Linked DNA regions of Mus musculus: region 2 is linked to region 1. A link is a contact called in public promoter capture Hi-C data. All regions are on one chromosome and are shown on one strand. The core of a region is the stretch at or near the end of the contact, and the rest is flanking DNA. Distances in the headings are between cores, read along the strand shown. Region 1 holds the start of Map1lc3b (microtubule-associated protein 1 light chain 3 beta). Region 2 holds the start of 2310022B05Rik (RIKEN cDNA 2310022B05 gene).

Evidence for each region. Promoter capture Hi-C pulls out the DNA fragments that hold promoters and counts their contacts.
Region 2: a promoter capture Hi-C map of the HPC-7 cell line shows a contact between it and region 1. The contact joins the promoter of 2310022B05Rik here to the promoter of Map1lc3b in region 1. A contact is called at or near these places in 2 of 39 promoter capture datasets (the HPC-7 cell line and maxillary cranial neural crest) and 1 of 484 Hi-C or Micro-C datasets (CD4 T cells).

The regions. Positions count from the first base shown.
Region 1 is chr8:121,586,176-121,594,027 of GRCm38.p6, reverse strand. It overlaps Map1lc3b (microtubule-associated protein 1 light chain 3 beta), which reads right to left and starts at 3,590. Exons shown (of 4, transcript NM_026160.5): 1 at 3,464-3,590; 2 at 483-538. The coding sequence starts at 3,503.
Region 2 is chr8:124,660,243-124,668,094 of GRCm38.p6, reverse strand. It overlaps 2310022B05Rik (RIKEN cDNA 2310022B05 gene), which reads left to right and starts at 4,726. Exons shown (of 4, transcript NM_175149.4): 1 at 4,726-5,247. The coding sequence starts at 4,912.

The DNA.
Region 1 (7,852 bases), core at 2,341-4,840:
CCCCCACAGCAAGAGTCTCAGCCCCTTCCCTTAACAATACGCCTCTTTCAGAATGGAACAGGGCTGTGGAGAAAGCTGCACAGGGACATGCATGCAGGACACTGGGAAAGAGGTTTGATACCAGAATCTCCCCAGAACCTGGGGTCGAGCTGGAGAACAGCCATTTTAAGCAGTGGCCTGTCCATGCCTCACTCTGCATGCGGCTCTGTGTAAGGTCTAGAACCGGGGCACAGGATATACAGGGTACTGAGTCCTTTCCCATAAAGCAGCCATGCCAGCACTGACTAGCATAGGAGTCATCCTTATTTCCTTAGTGACAGCTGGAGTGCAGTTCAGTCAAGCCCCAGCCCCACAGAGAGAAGACACAAGGGTCTGACCCGCCTGCCCCTTTTCCCTCTGCTCAGATCAGGGGCCTGTGGTTTCCCGGGACTCCTGGGGGCTCCTATGGGGTTAGGGTCCCCTCTTGCGGCAGGAGAACCTACTGGGATCTTGGTGGGGTGCTGCTCCCGGATGAGCCGGACATCTTCCACTCTTTGTTCTGCAAGAAAGAGACATAGTGACATCAGGGGCCATACTGCCAGGGTCTGCTGGGACTGTCCTATGTGGAGGCAGTCAGTGGAGCTCACCAACATGGCCCAAGGGGTAAAGCCCTTGTTGCAAAGGGGCTGCTAATCCAGATGGACAGCCACACAGAACAGGGTACCTGTATAACCTGGGGGGCAGGGGTGTCTCTAGACCTCTTCCTTGACAACTTTTTTTTTTTTTTAGTTTTTCAAGACAGGGTTTCTCTGTGTAGCCCTGGCTGTCCTGGAACTCACTCTGTAGACCAGGCTGGCCTCGAACTCAGAGATCTGCCTGCCTCTGCCTCCCAAGTGCGTACGCCACCACTGCCTGGCCCCTGATAACTTCTATCATCGCTTTTTGTGATAGGCTGTCCGGTACCATAGCTTAGCCTGGAACTCAGGTAGCTAAGGATGACCTTGAACCCCATGCTGTGCCCGAGGTCTTTGGCCAGTCTTCTCTTCATTTTCAACACTGTAGCAAGCTTTCTGCACTGCAGGGTGCAAGCAGCTGGCCAAGCCACTGGGGATGGACTTGGCCTGCACCTTTCTCTACTCTAAAGCACTGGCTGAGCCCTCTGCCCCATGTCTCCGTCACACCACAGATGGGATGGGGCCATCTATACACAGGGCTCCCTGCCCCTTCCCAGAGGAACCCTCCATTGTACACCTGCCTACCACCTCAGGGTTTAGTCACTGCACTGATTTCATTCTAACAAACAGCCACTTACACACCTGGCACACTATGCTTCCGGCCTTCAGAGATGGCTCAGTAGTTCAGAGCAGCTTCTCCCCAGGAGGACCCAGGCTCAGCTCCCACCACCCACAGCTGCTCAGTCACCTATAACTCCCTTTTCTGACATCTATGGGCACAAGGCATGCACAGGGTGCAGACATGTATGTAGGCAAATGAGCCATACAGATAAAATGTAAAAGAAAAAGTTAAACGCACAGCACCTAAAACCCGGCTCGGCAAGCTCTAGGCCAGCTTGAGCCACAAACAAAACTTGCCAGGCTGTGGTAGCACATGCCTTTATTTAATCCCAGCACTGAAGGCGGATCCCTATCGGAGTTGGAGGCCAGCCTGATCAGGGCTACATAGAGAAACCCTGTCTCAAGAAACAAACAGCCAGCCAGGCACAATGGCACACCTTCAATCCCAGCATTCAGGGGACAGACGTGAAGATCTCTTGAGTTCAAGGCCAGTCCGAGCCACACAATGAGACCCTGTTTAAATCAACCAACCAATCACTGACAGCAGAAACCCCTTGCCTTCATTGAGATGGGAGCAGGGCCAGAGATCTAAGGGCAGAAATGGTTAAAGCTGGTAAGAGGAGACTTGCAGGGTCCACCACAACTATAAAGGGAAAGTCAGGAATAGTTGTCTTTACTAAAGCAAACAAGGGTCCAAACTGAAGGCCTAGAGGATCTGCCCAGCCCTGGCTGGCTGTAGGGCCAGGGAACTAGGAGGCAACCTGCAAGAGCTGAGACACTTTTTAAGCAGACAGCTGTGCAGAGGCCAATAGCCTGTACTGAAGCCACCTAGGTGTGTAGTTGAGAGGGAGGGTCTCGCTGCATCATCTCCAAGGCTGGGACTAAAGGCGTGGATCACCACCCCTGGCAGCAGCAATGCCTTCACAGGGATGGGAATTCTCCCCGGGGCTATTTATTTAGGCTGAGCAAACAAGCTTTCCTGCGGATACACACCCAGTAACCTGGAGTTTAGGACCGTTTTGGGGGTGGGGAAGCAAACACTGGATCACCCCAGAAAAACTCAGTGGAACCACTTGAGAAGCCTGAAATCACGTGATCAGTTCTAAACTTGGGAAATTGGGCGCGTCCTTCTAAGAATCTGCAAGCCTACACGGGCCTCCTGGCTGCCAGTCTCCTTCCTTACAGCACTGGGGATGATCGCTGCTTACTGGAAGTGTAAGAATTTATAACAGAAAGCTAATGGGACTCTGCCACTAGGCGGACCCTGAGCTTCACCGCCCTAAGCCCCACCCAGGTGCTTCAGCTACAAAGGGTCGGTTTGGGGTGAGCCCTACCTAAATCCATCCACCTTGTAAACATTCCCGCAGTCTGGATAGTGGAAACTCTAGAGCTCCAACCTAAATCCCTCCAAACTCACTGGAAAGGAGCAAGACCGGTCCTGGCCTCCTCAAAGGGGCCGCTTTGAACATCTGTGTGGGGAACCTCTCAACTGTCAGTGCCCACCAGTTTAGGTCCAATAAAGTCAAAAAGCAAAGGAAAGCCGCAGCAATCGGATGCCCGCGCTTTCTTCAGAATAGCTGGGTTAGGGAGAGAGGGAAGGCAATCTAGAGAAAAACAATCGCAAGCCAGATGGAGCTTCGGAGAGATTACCCCCGGCCACTCTGGGGACCCGCGTCAGAGCTAATGTTTGTGCACGGCTCATTTTCCCCAACCCACACTCCTTTCTTGAGGGCTGTTCCAGAATAACTTAAGATCAGTACAAGCAAACAAAACAAAACAGCTGTTAAGTTTCCGTTATGAGACAAAGGCCACCCCCCCCTCCACACACACACATATGCCCAAGACGACTTCGGGTGCAAAGGCGGCTGGGTGCTGCTCCGAGGCTTGCGGGGCGCCCGGACCTGGGGCCCACGAAGGACACAGCCAAGCGCGCAGAGCCTGCGGTACCCTACGCCACCGGGGTCGGGCCTCCAGTCCCGCAGGGGACGCCGAGCCCATCGGCGACCGACGGCCAAGGCGACGCTGAGCACCCGAGCTACCCCGGAGACCGAACCCCCCCGAGACCAATATCCCACTGGCTGCGTCGCTCCGGGCCCCGCCGGGTCTCGGCCCCGCAAGACACCACCGGCGTCCGGGCATTCAGCGCTCCCGGCACCCGGATCTCCCATCCCCGGGCCCGCGGGGCTCACCAAAGCTCCGGCGCTGCTTGAAGGTCTTCTCGGACGGCATGGCGCGCGGGGGTCCCGAGCCAGACGATCTGACTCCGGCGACGATCACTTCCCTTGTGTGTGTCTCAGTCCGCAGCCGAGTCAGGTGACTCGCGGCGCGTCACCGAGGGTGGGGCCGAGGGCGGCCCCCGAGAGCGGCCATGACAGGCGTGGCGGAAGCTCGGCGGCGCGCAAGCGTGCACGCGCCCAAGCCATGCGCCTGCGCCTACGCCAGCTACGCTGGGCGCTCGCTGGGCACACGCTGGGCGAGCATCTGTTAACTGTCTGCGTGGGTCGGGCGCTGGTGCGATGGAGTCCTGCAGACTTCATTCCCCTTCAGTCCTTGCATGATCCAGCTGGTGGTCCAATGTCCGCTCCCTTGCCGCTGTATTTGATATTCCTAAATTCTACCCACCCCCAACCCAAATAACAAAAAACTGACTTGTGGTCTTGCCTGCTAAATCTTTACGATTATGGAGACGTCTGGAGACTTATGGTTGGATCTGATCTTGTGGCTCTTCCCCTGCGAGTCTTGTGCTGCCATAAACACAAGTATTTACTCCTAAGTCGAAGTCGCAGAGAAGCAAGGTCTTAGGGACTACAGACTTGTCACTGGAGGGCAAGATCAATGACTTGTTCCAGCAAAAAGAAAGACGATGACAACACCTGCTGTGCAACCTGTCCACTCTCTCTTCCCATAAAAGCCCTTTTATGTGTCTGAGCTTGCTGAGCATGGAATTTGAGGGGCATGGCTCACCTATCTTTCCAGGGTGCTAGCCCATGTGTGCCCTCATTTCCTTACTACCACCTATCACGTTTTTTGTTTTTTTAGATTTTTTTGGTTGGTGAGCAATCAGACTGTGTCCAGGAACTGCAGCAGAGGCCTGATCCCGACAGGATCCACCTTGGAAAGCCACAGAGCACAGTTCTGTCCCAAGAGCTTTATCTCAGCTGTCCCTTCTCAGACAGATCCTTCTACCTCAGGTGACCCCAGGGTGGCTTTATCACAGGCATGTCCTCACTTTGACTCCTGCTGAGCCTGGGCCTGATTACAGGCTAGGACAGGTTTCAGTCTCCTCAGGCCAGGCCAATGGTCAGTCAGCCACGGTTTAGCACTTTCTCTGGGCCTCAAGCTACTTCCTATCTTCAGTTTGTAGGAGCAGGTGACAGACAGGTCTAGAGTGTGGAGCAGCCACCTCACCCCCATCCCACCCCCAGTGATGCCACATCTGAGCCAGCCTTGTGACCCTGCAGACCTACCACCTGACACTGTACTATCCCTACAGCCCAGACTTCCTCCTTTAAATGGAAATAACCTTCTTCAAGTGCTGTTTGTCCAAGGGATCTTCTACATCTCTGTGACCGGGAAAAGCTGAAAACACATTATGGAGTGAAATCCTGAGGGCTGGTTACTTTCCTTTGTTTGCTTGCTTTGCATTGTTAATTGCCCGAACTTTGTTGTTTTGTATGAAGCTTCTGGTCTGAGGTGCAAGAGACCAGGCTAAAAGTCAAAATGGAAGCCAGATCTGGTGTCCCAAGGCATGTCATCCTAGCACACTGGAGACTGAAGCAGGCTTATCAGAAGTTCAAGGCCAAGTGGGACTCGGTGCCTAGGCCTTTATCTCAGTGTCCAGAAGGGAGATGCAGTCTGGTTTCTGTGAGTCTGAAATAGCCTGTTCTACACAACAAATTCCTACATTGTGAGAACCTGTCTCACAAGGAGAAGAAGGGTGGCACGCATGGGACTGGTGAGATGGTCCGGTGGTTAAGAACACTGGCTGCCAGAGAAACCCTGTCTTGAAAAACCAAAAAAAAAAAAAAAAAAACAAAACAAAAAAACCAACCACCACTGGCTGCTCTAGTTGAGGACCTGGATTTGGTTCTCAGACCCACATGGCAGCTCAGCTGTAACTCCCACTCTGGGGGATCTAACATCCTCTTCTGGTCTCCTCAGGCAAGGGCACACACATGGTACATATGTAAACATACAGGCAAACACTCATACACATGAAGTCTTGAAGTAAAAACCTTTAAAAAAGCTGAGCGTGGTGGTGCACGACTTTAATCCCAGCACTCGGGAGGCAGAGGCAGGCAGATTTCTGAGTTCGAGGCCAGCCTGGTCTACAAACTGAGTTCCAAGACAGCCAGGGCTTTACAAAGAAACCCTGTCTGGGTGGGTGGGTGGGGGGGAGACACAACCAACCAACCAACCAACCAAGCCAACAAAGCAATAAAATTCCAAGGTCACCCTCAGCTATCAGATAACTCCCAAGTCCCTCCCTTTGAGACAGGGTCTCTCTGTGAATCCCTGACTGTCCTTGAACTCTCTCTGTAGACCAGAGCTGGAATTAAAAGTTTGAGCCACCATGTCCATTGTAACCCTATATCAAAAGATAAAAGAATGTGGTGGTGGCACACGCTTTTAATCCCAGCAGTTGGGAGGCAGAGGCAGGCAGATTTCTGAGTTTGAGGCCAGCCTGGTCTACAGAGTGAGTTCCAGGACAGCCAGGGCTATACAGAGACACCCTGTCTTGGGGGGAAAAGAAAAAAAGATGGAGTCACTCTAAAATGTATTGTCCATGCATAAATTAAAACTGCTACAAGCTGGGTGTAGTGGCCCAAGCCTTTAACCCAGCACCTGGGATGAAGAAGGAGGCAGATCTGGCCTATATATAAGTTCCAGGACAGAGTTTTACAGTGAGACCCTATGTAACAAGTTTCAAACAAAACACCACGCCCCCACCACCACCACAAACTGACAGAACCAGGATTTGTAGAACCATTACCCCCAGCAGGTTCTTCAGCTAGCACAGAAGGCTCTAAGATAGTCTGTTTTTTTTGTTTGTTTTGTTTTGTTTTTGTTTTTTTGTTTTTGTTTTTGTTTTTTTGAGACAGGGTTTCTCTGTGTAGCTCTGGCTGTCCTGGAACTCACTTTGTAGACCAAGCTGGCCTCGAACTCAGAAATCCACCTGCCTCTTCCTCCCAAGTGCTGGGATTAAAGGCGTGCACCACCACTGCCCGGCTCTCTAAGATAGTCTGATGTCAGTCAGTTTTCTATTGTCCATCCCCACTTGGGAAGGAAAATGACTTTGGAATGACCTGGATAACGCTGCTGGCTTAGCATGGTGGTTTGCCCGATTTTGATGCTTTCCTCAGCCTTTCTCCTGTCAATAAAACCCCCTTCCTTGCACCTGGCTCAGGAAAACACAGTCCTGGTGTGTGTGGGATGAACCGTTGCCTGACCTCACAACAGAAAACAAAGCCAATTAAAAATGTCAGGGCCCCATAAGATGAGGCCAAATGGTGTGGTGGTCTCGATCTGTGCAAGACTCAGGGTTTGGTCCCTAAAGGAACTAAAGGAAGTTGTAGCTTTTTTCAAATTGTAGCTATATTCTATAACAACAAAGGAGCTACTTACCCCTCCAGGTGTTTGTGATAATAAACCTTACTTTGCTGACATTTTACCAACTGCTGCTGTGTAAGACTTTTTGTTTGTTTTGGCCGGGATTTGGCTTTAAGCCTAGCACTTGGGAGGCACAGGTAGGTGGATCTATGAATTCAAGTCCAGTCTGCTCTACCAAGTTCCAGGACAGCCAGGGAAACCCTGTTTGGTCAAACCAGAGAGACAGAGACACAGAGAGAAATAAGCTTTTTGTTTGTATTGCTGAACTGTACAAAATGCAGGAAAGGCAATGTTTGTGGAAGTGGGCAAAGGGAAGGAGACGCGTCTTCTCCCAAGCCACTCCAGAATCCCAGGCCTCCGTCTTTTCAGTCGAGAGCCTCGGGGCTGATGCGCAGAGTTGCACTTTTGTCTTGCAATGTTTGTCTACACCTTTGAAAGCCACCCCAAGTTCTCATTGCAGTGTGAACCTAGAAACATATATCCTAACCATGCGCCTTGAGAAGAAAACAAATCAAACATGGGGGTGGGTGGGGTTTGGGTGGGGGTCAGCGGTGCTTTACAAGGCTCACCTACCCTCTGGGAAAAAGGCTCTCTTTTTTTTTTCTTTCTTCTTCTTCTTCTTCTCTCTCTTTTTTTTTTTCGGTTTTTCGAGTCACGTAGGAGATCCCAGTCACCAGATTGTTTGGGTTTTTTTCTAGTAGCGCAAGACTTACTGAATCAGGGTCAGACACCCACTAGGCAAGTAAGCCACCACGCTCAGTAGTGGGGTGCCTGCCAGTTTCCAAAAGACCCCGCGCTCCAATCCCAATCAAAACCCGAATGAAAGATGCACAATTTTTAAGATACAGAGTATGGCTTATTTACATGTGTGACTTTCATCTGAATGTATTCCTGAGATAGTTCTCATACAGTAGAAAGAAGAGAACACAAGAGTTTCTATTGGTTTATTCTATTTACTCAGGGGATTT
Region 2 (7,852 bases), core at 3,477-5,976, 3.1 Mb before region 1:
GAAGCTTTTAGGACCCTGGTTCCCCGTGTGGTCCTAGGACAGTGGACCGGCAGCAGCACAGGACTTTTGGGAAGCTCTCAACAGCGAAGCTCTCAACTGCGATGATGTATGTACGTCTGCTGCAGTGTGTTAACCGTCGTCTGCACGGTTAGTTCATGGGCAGTAAATACACAGCAAGACCATGTCAAAAAGGAAATTCCAGCTGGGTATGGTGGTAAACCCTGAAATCCTAGCAATCAAGAAGCTAAGGAAGGAGGATCCTAGCTACACAGTGAGACGCTCCTCTTCGAAGTCCAAACAGACAAATGAGATGAAGGGTGAGATGTAAAAATTCCAGTGCTAGGAATCCTGCAGCTCACATGAGCAGAACGGCACCGTGCCTGTCTGTGCTGGCCCTGGATCATCAGTGCACACTGCGGGGGCTGCGTGTCTGTCCCACCCACCCCACACCGCACTACTGTAGCAGCAGCCCCTTACCATCCTGCATCCATTAACTATCCATCCCGTTTCTCTGGCCTGTATGTCATCTCAGTTCCTTTGCTCAATACCATGACCACGTAACTGACAGCACTGTTTGGTGCCCACATTTTGAAGTGCAACCCATCATGACCGAGAATGCACAGCACTTGAAGAGTGAGGCTCCTTGTTCACACCTTGATGGAACAAGAACCAGAGGAAGGATGGAATGGCTCAGCCTGTAACGCTTGAAAACCAACCCTCTATGACCCATCTCCCACCATGATCCAGCTCCTAAAGGCCCAGAGTCCCCCCACACCAGCTGTGTGAGCCCATGCCTGCTCTCACCCTGACCCGGAAGAGTAAAACAGACACTGCTGGGCTCAGACAGTGGTATAGCCAAGCACGGCACTTGGAAGTGAGAACTTGGGGGAAAGCAAGGTCTCCCTCTTCCTCCTTTCTAGCCCTCACATACTGTGCAGCATAAGTGGCCCTGAACTTTCAATTCAGACCTCAGCCTACGGAGCAGCTGGGGTTACAGTTGCCTTCAGACTTACAGCACTATAGAAACTTCCTTGGCAATACGTTTTATTTGCACCAGAAACAAAGTGTTCTTCCTTCCTTCCTTCCTTCCTTCCTTCCTTCCTTCCTTCCTTCCTTCTGTTGAGGCCAGCCAGCGGCCCACATGTCTGGGTTCTAGTCTGGGAGGCATCTTGGAATCTGGAAGAAAAGAGGGAACTAGATTCGAGAAAGGATGGAACCAAGACATCAGTCTGACCAATAGGGTGGCAGGCTCCACCCCTGATGCTCTCCTATCGCTAACAGTCAAACCTGATCAGCCAGATTTTAGGCTGGGGGTGGGGGGAGGTTACATCTTCCTTCCTTTTGTTCTTTCCTTCTTTCTTTCCTTCTCTTTATCTTTCTTCCTTTCTTCCTTCTTTCTTTTCTTTCTTTCTTTCTTTCTTTCTTTCTTTCTTTCTTTCTTCCTTTCTTTCAACAGCACTTATTGTTTTTAGCTGCTTTACAAAAAGGATTTGCTTATTTTTATGTGTTTGAGTGTTTGCCTGTATGTATATAAATGTACCACATGCACGCAGTGCCCACAGAGGTCGTAAGAGTGTGTCAGACCCCTTAGAACTAAAGTTACAGACAGTTTGTGAGCTGCCATGTGGGTGCTGGGAACCAAACTCAGGTCCTCTGCAAGAGCAGCCGGTGTTCTTAACCATAGAACCACCTCTCTGGCCAGCCCCTCATCTGCTTTGAAGATAGTGTGAAGCTGAGGCTCTTGAAACCAAAGTTTCAAGGTGAGCATGCGGAGGTTAAATAAAAATACAAGCATACTTCTTTCTTTTCTATTTTGAAAATATTTTAATCTGCTTTTAATTTTTTCATAATTCACACCACCTATAATATTATCCATTGACTATTGCTTTTCTCCTGTCTCCCTGCCTCCTTTGTGTCTTCCTAACTGTGTCTAGGTAGTGCCGTCCATATGAGAAAGTGTGGGAGATTACCCAGTAGCGTGGCCAACCTACAGGAGCATGCCCCTAAAGGACAGTGACTGTACCCTCTCACCAACCACTAACGGCTAGTGGGTCCTTGAAACAGAAGGCCTTGAGGCCTCAGTTCCCCCCCCACACCCCATTCCTGCTGCCATTTTGACTGGCCTGATCTCCTGTAGGTCTTGTGTAGGTAATTGAAGCGGCTGAGTTGACCAGTGCAGCCACTGGATCATTTTGCATCTCTCTCTCTCTCTCTCTCTCTCTCTCTCTGTCGTCCATTTGTGTCTTCACAGTGTCTCTGCCTCCACTTCTTCGGTGTTCCCTGAGCCTCAAACGGGGAAGGTTAATACAGGTGATTCATCCGTAGCTGAGCACTCGCAGTTCAGGAACACTTCTTCAAGCATCGTCTGTGTTATTAAGAGTGGGTAGCAGAGATAAAACCAGGAGCTTAGGGCCAGTGTAAAGAAAACGTGTTCCAGTCCCGTTTAAATAACTGCAGTAATACCAGAAAGACAGCACCCCAGGTTTGCGGCTTACACCTTCTCATCCTGAAAGACGCAGCTGGCGTCGCATGGTTTTGCTTTTCTCCTTTCTTCAGTGTGTTTATTTATTTATTTCGAGTCATAATCTTCTACTGTAGGCCAAGCTGGCCTGGAACTTGCTGTACAGTTCAGTTTTGTTTCAAATGCATGATAATCCTCCTGCCTCAGCCTTCCCAAAGTAAGGATCACTGGTATGAACCACCATGCCTATTTTGTGGCTGGCACACACACACACACACACACACACACACACACACACACACACAATTGGAGACAAATTGTTATGTAATGTAGGCTAGCTTTGAACGGACTGAGAATGGATTTGAACATCTGATCCTCTTTCCTCGACCTCACACAAGTACTGGGATCTCATCTGTGAACCATGCTTGGATTTCAGGGCACTAGGGATGGAACTCATCTTTGTGCATGCTACTCAAGCACTTTATAAACTGAGCCACATCCCCAGTACCTGATAACAGTCTTGGTGGTTGTACTGGCTGGCTCTATGTGTCAACTTGACACAAGCTAGAGTCATCAGAGTCAGAGGAGCCCTGTTTGAGGGAATGCCTCCATGAGAACCAGCTATGAGGCATTTTCTCAATTAGTGATCAAGGCGGGGAGAGCCCAGCCCATGGTGGGTGGTGCCATCCCTGGGCTGGTGGTCCTGGGTTCTATAAGAAAGCAAGCTGAGCAAGCCAGGGGAAGCAAGCCAGTAAGCAGCACCCCAACATGGCCTCTGCATCAGCTCCTGCCTCCAAGTTCCTGCCCTGTGGGAGTTCCTATCCTGACTTCCTTTGGTGATGAACAGCGATTGGGAAGTGTAAACTGAATGAACCCTCTACTCCACAACTTGCTTTTTGCTCATGGTGTTTTGTTGTAGCAATGGAAACCATAACTAAGACAGTGGTGATATATTTTATTAGAGCCTGACACATTTGTGACATTCCATTTATATCAGGGAATTCAAGTTATTTCTGCACTTGCCTTTAGTGTTAGACAAGGGCTACTTTAGAGACAACTAAGCCACGGTTGGTATTTAGTTGCTTTTCAGAATAGGACACCATGCTTACCTGAGACCTGTTAGTCTTGTGAAAATCAGGGAGTGGGATGGGGCCACAAACATCCCACAGCCCTGTCTTAAACTTTAATCGTGTGGTCTCAGCAGCAAGCCTGACCCCTTTGGGGATACATCTGCTTCCCTGTGGGAACTTTCCATCCTCTTCAGTTTGTTTGTAGTCAGCAAACCTCCCGGAGTTCTTATGATTTCTGAGATTCCAGGATTAGCTTGGCCATTTTTGGAAGTTTAAGCTTTTGGGTTGTCCCCTCACTTAAACTGATGGAATACAGGCTCCTTACGCTGACCAGCGTCTGCTGCTGACTAGAGTTCTTTAATTCCTGCTTAGGATTTTTTTTTAAAGAGTGATTTTTAAAGACAGAGTCCTGAGATTTAATAGACTGGTGTGTGTGTGTCTGTGTGTGTGTGTGTGTGTGTGTGTGTGTGTGTGTGTGTGTACTGCTGCCTCACAGTGGCAAGCATCAGAAAGCAAGGGCTTTGAGGGTTTGAAGAGGCCTTGGTGTGTAGCTCTTCTGAGAGGGGGTACTTCGCTCACACTGCATGCTTTTAGCAGGGGTCTTTCTTTCTGTGGGGATAATGGTACCATATAACCCAGGTTGGCCTTGAATTTGCCGTGAGTCTCCCGCCTAGGCCAAAACAGTGCTAGTATCCCACGCTGATGCTTCCATGCCAGGCTTAGAAGAAGTTCCACGGGCGGGAATCCAACCTCCTGGTTGACAACTGGTGGGTCAGTGCCCTAGCCTAGCCCCCGGCTCAGTGTGGTGGATCGCCCAGCGAACAGAGCGCAAACCTGAAAAAGCAATGAATGCCTGAGAGCGCAAAGGAGAGAGGATGATTGAAAGCCAGGTTGGGCACGTGCAGGAGGAAGTTTCCTTTGTCATCAGTGCCACGTGGCGCCATGGCGGTCTTCGCCCTGAGTTAACCCCTGTGGTCATCTCCAATCTCGGCGGCGCTTGTATGGGGGACTCTGTAGCAGCCCCAGAGATGCCCTAGGGTCCCGGAAAGCGTCCTATGGAGGAGAAATTGAAGGGCCATAACAGGAGGAGCTCGGGGGCGGGGCTCCAGTGGGGGCGGGGCTCCAGATGGAGGCGGGGCTTCAAGTGCCGACCGGGCTCAGGGACGATTAGTGGTCCCGACCGGTACCAGATGGGGCGTAGGCGGCCCGTACGAAGGGTGTCCCGGGAAGGTCTGGGGGCGGTGCTCAGCCAGGGGCGGAGGAGGAGGGCTCAGCGGGTGGGGTAGGGACGGCGCTCCGGGAGGAGACGGAGGCGGAGCCCCGGGGCGGGGCGCGGGCGGACCGGGAGGCGGCGCTCCGACCGGGACGCGCGGGCCGGGTATGGCGTCGATGGCGGCGGCGATCGCGGCCTCGCGTTCGGCCGTCATGAGCGGGAACCGGCCGCTGGACGACCGGGAGCGGAAGCGCTTCACCTACTTCTCATCGCTGAGCCCCATGGCCAGGAAGATCATGCAGGACAAGGAGAAGATCCGGGAGAAGTACGGGCCCGAGTGGGCGCGGCTGCCGCCCGCGCAGCAGGACGAAATCATCGACCGCTGCCTGGTGGGGCCTCGCGCCCCGGCGGCCGCCGCCGATGCGGGGGACGTGCGGGACCCGGCGCGCTTCCCTGGCCTGCGCGGGCCCACGGGCCAGAAGCTGGTGCGCTTCGGCGACGAGGTGGGTGCGGCGGGACGGGCCACCCAGGGCGGAGTGGCCGGCGAGGGGGAGTTCAGAAATCTCCCGGAGAAGGGACCTTTAAAGACAAAGTGGGAACAGTAGAGAGGAAACCAGCGAGCCTGGATGAGTGTACGACGTACAGCCTCAGTTTTCTGATGTGAAACAGGAAAAATGTCTATAGTTCCTGATCACTCAGTGGCCGGCATGTGTTAAGTATAAGGACCTCAGTGGGGAAGGTGGGACTGCCAGGCACCGCTGCCCTGGGGTACGTCCCTGGTAGACTACAATGGAGAGAGTGTGTTTGGGTTTGACATGTGAGCCCCGGTTCCCACCCAAACACAGAGTAAGTTTAGATGCCTCCAGCAAGCCTGATTATCTAGCCTGGGCTCTAGACACTGGGGGAAGAGAAAATAACTACTTAGAATTGCTCCCGGCTGACCTTGCTCTTGAGGCCCAGGAGTCTGCACTATTCAGAAACCTGGTGGTTTACCAAGAGATGGTTTCCCTGAAGCCCTTTGTGCCACCAGAGTATGGACTTGGTACCTCAGGGACTCAACTTTGTTTTGGAGGACAAAATCGGTAGCAGCTAGAGTTCTGAACGTCCATTTAGGTGGAGGCAGGGAGGAGAAGCTAGGAGAGTTTTGTTGTTGTTGTTGCTGCTGTTGTTTTTCTGTTGGAGAAGTTGTGCCAGGCGGAGGGAATACCAGTTAAGGATGAGATTTCAATCAGGTTTTTTCAGGCCAGGTATCCGTCAGTGTTTGTTACTACAGAACGCTTGTGGTCACGAACCCACTTTCCTGCCAGGGAATTGTGAAGGCAGAGAGCTAGCTATCCGCCAACACTGCCTTCTGCTCCCCATCCCATTTGAAACTCTTGTGGGCTTTGCCAGGAAAAACAAGGGTGTGGTGGGAGATGAAAATATAAGTCTTAAAATATATTCCTGGAGCTGAGGCATTTCATTGTGAAAAATATGCACCTCCATAAAGACGTGGACGGAGTTCGTGCTTGGATCCGGGTGATGAGTAGGCAGGCAGTTCCTCTTTGGCAGTGTCTTAGGTAAATAAATCTGAGAGGAAGCCGCCCTGTCCGCACTTAACAGATGCTGGAGACTGGATGTCACTGGATGTCACTCGCCCTGAGTATATCAAAAAGCCAAGCCATGTTGGAGCCAGGGTCATTGATAAGGAGAGATGTGACCAGTTTTCTTTTCACCCAGTTTCTCATTTGGGGTCAGTCTGCATTCGCGGACTGGTGTGGTTTAAAGCAAGTAGGGGCTGGGGAGATAGTTCCATAGGTAAAGACTTTGCCATGCGTGTGTGAGGGTCTCTAGCAACCAGGAAGCGGAGGGAGGCACATGCTTGTGATTCCTGGGAGGTAGATATAGGCAGATCCCTGGGGAGCAAGTTCCAGACTAATGAACCATCCTGGTCCCCCCAAAAACAAAGTTCACATGGTCTTAAGCGAAAACACCTAAGGTTGACCTCTGACCTACACTCACACAAACATTTGCACCGAATGAAACTTTGTGAGGAGCGAATCCACATGTCTTTCAGGAGCCCCCAACCTGAATCACAGCAACGCCAAATGGGCAGAAAGCACACCTCTGATGTCCGCACAACCAGCTTTGAGTCTTAGGGGTGGGTAGGACACCAGGCAGGGACGACACTTCTTTCTGCAGTAGTGAGAGGTTTAACCACATAGGGACCACCAAACTCCACTAGTCTTAGGGAGAGGTTGGCATCAGATCAAAGTCAGGGAGTGGTCTCATTGTTAACACCCCAGAGATCATTCTTGTAAGAGGACCCATGTCTGGCTATAGGGGCTGACATGGGGGTATAGTGTAGATGTGTGACTCCCAGCTAGGTAATTTGACACCCAAATAGGTGACCCCAGATTTGAACAAAAAACTTGAAACTCAATTGAGTAGGGCACTTCCATCCGTCCATCCCCACTTATATGCTGCCAGGGCTCCTCAGCCCTCTCTACTGCCTCAAAGGACGCTGCCTTTCATTGCCAGTAAACTTTTGTGCCCCTCACAGACAACATCTAGTCTTTTTTTTCCTGTCATCTACTATCATTGTTTTTAGTATCATCCAGTCATTCTTAGGTCTTTCAGGAACAAATAGGGTCCTAATTACAGACTGATGTCACAGATCTTGATGACCCTCGGTATAGTCAGGAGTTCCTTTGCCTGTGTGCACAGGACAGATGAAGCAACCTGGCACCTGTGTGTGTGTGTGTGTGTGTGTGTGTGTGTGTGTGTGTATGTGTATGTTTACCCTGATCGCCACAAAGTTAAATGGCCTGGGCAGGACTCAGATCCCCCTCTTGCCTTGATAATTTAACCTGGTCCCCTGCTTTTAGTGTTGAAGCAAAGGAGGGACTGTCAACATTTTTAGCTACTTTGGGAATCAACTGTTTCCCTGGGCTTCCTGGGTTAGGGTGCTAAGTGTCTCCCCTCCCCCATTAGCTTTCCCTGCTGTATGAACTGATTTTAGTGGAGATGTGCAGAACTCAGCTTTATACAAGGCTGTCAGCCTCCTTCCCAGACTTCAGTGTTACCTGAACCCCTCCACTTCTTCCCTGCAGCAGCAAAGAAGAGGGC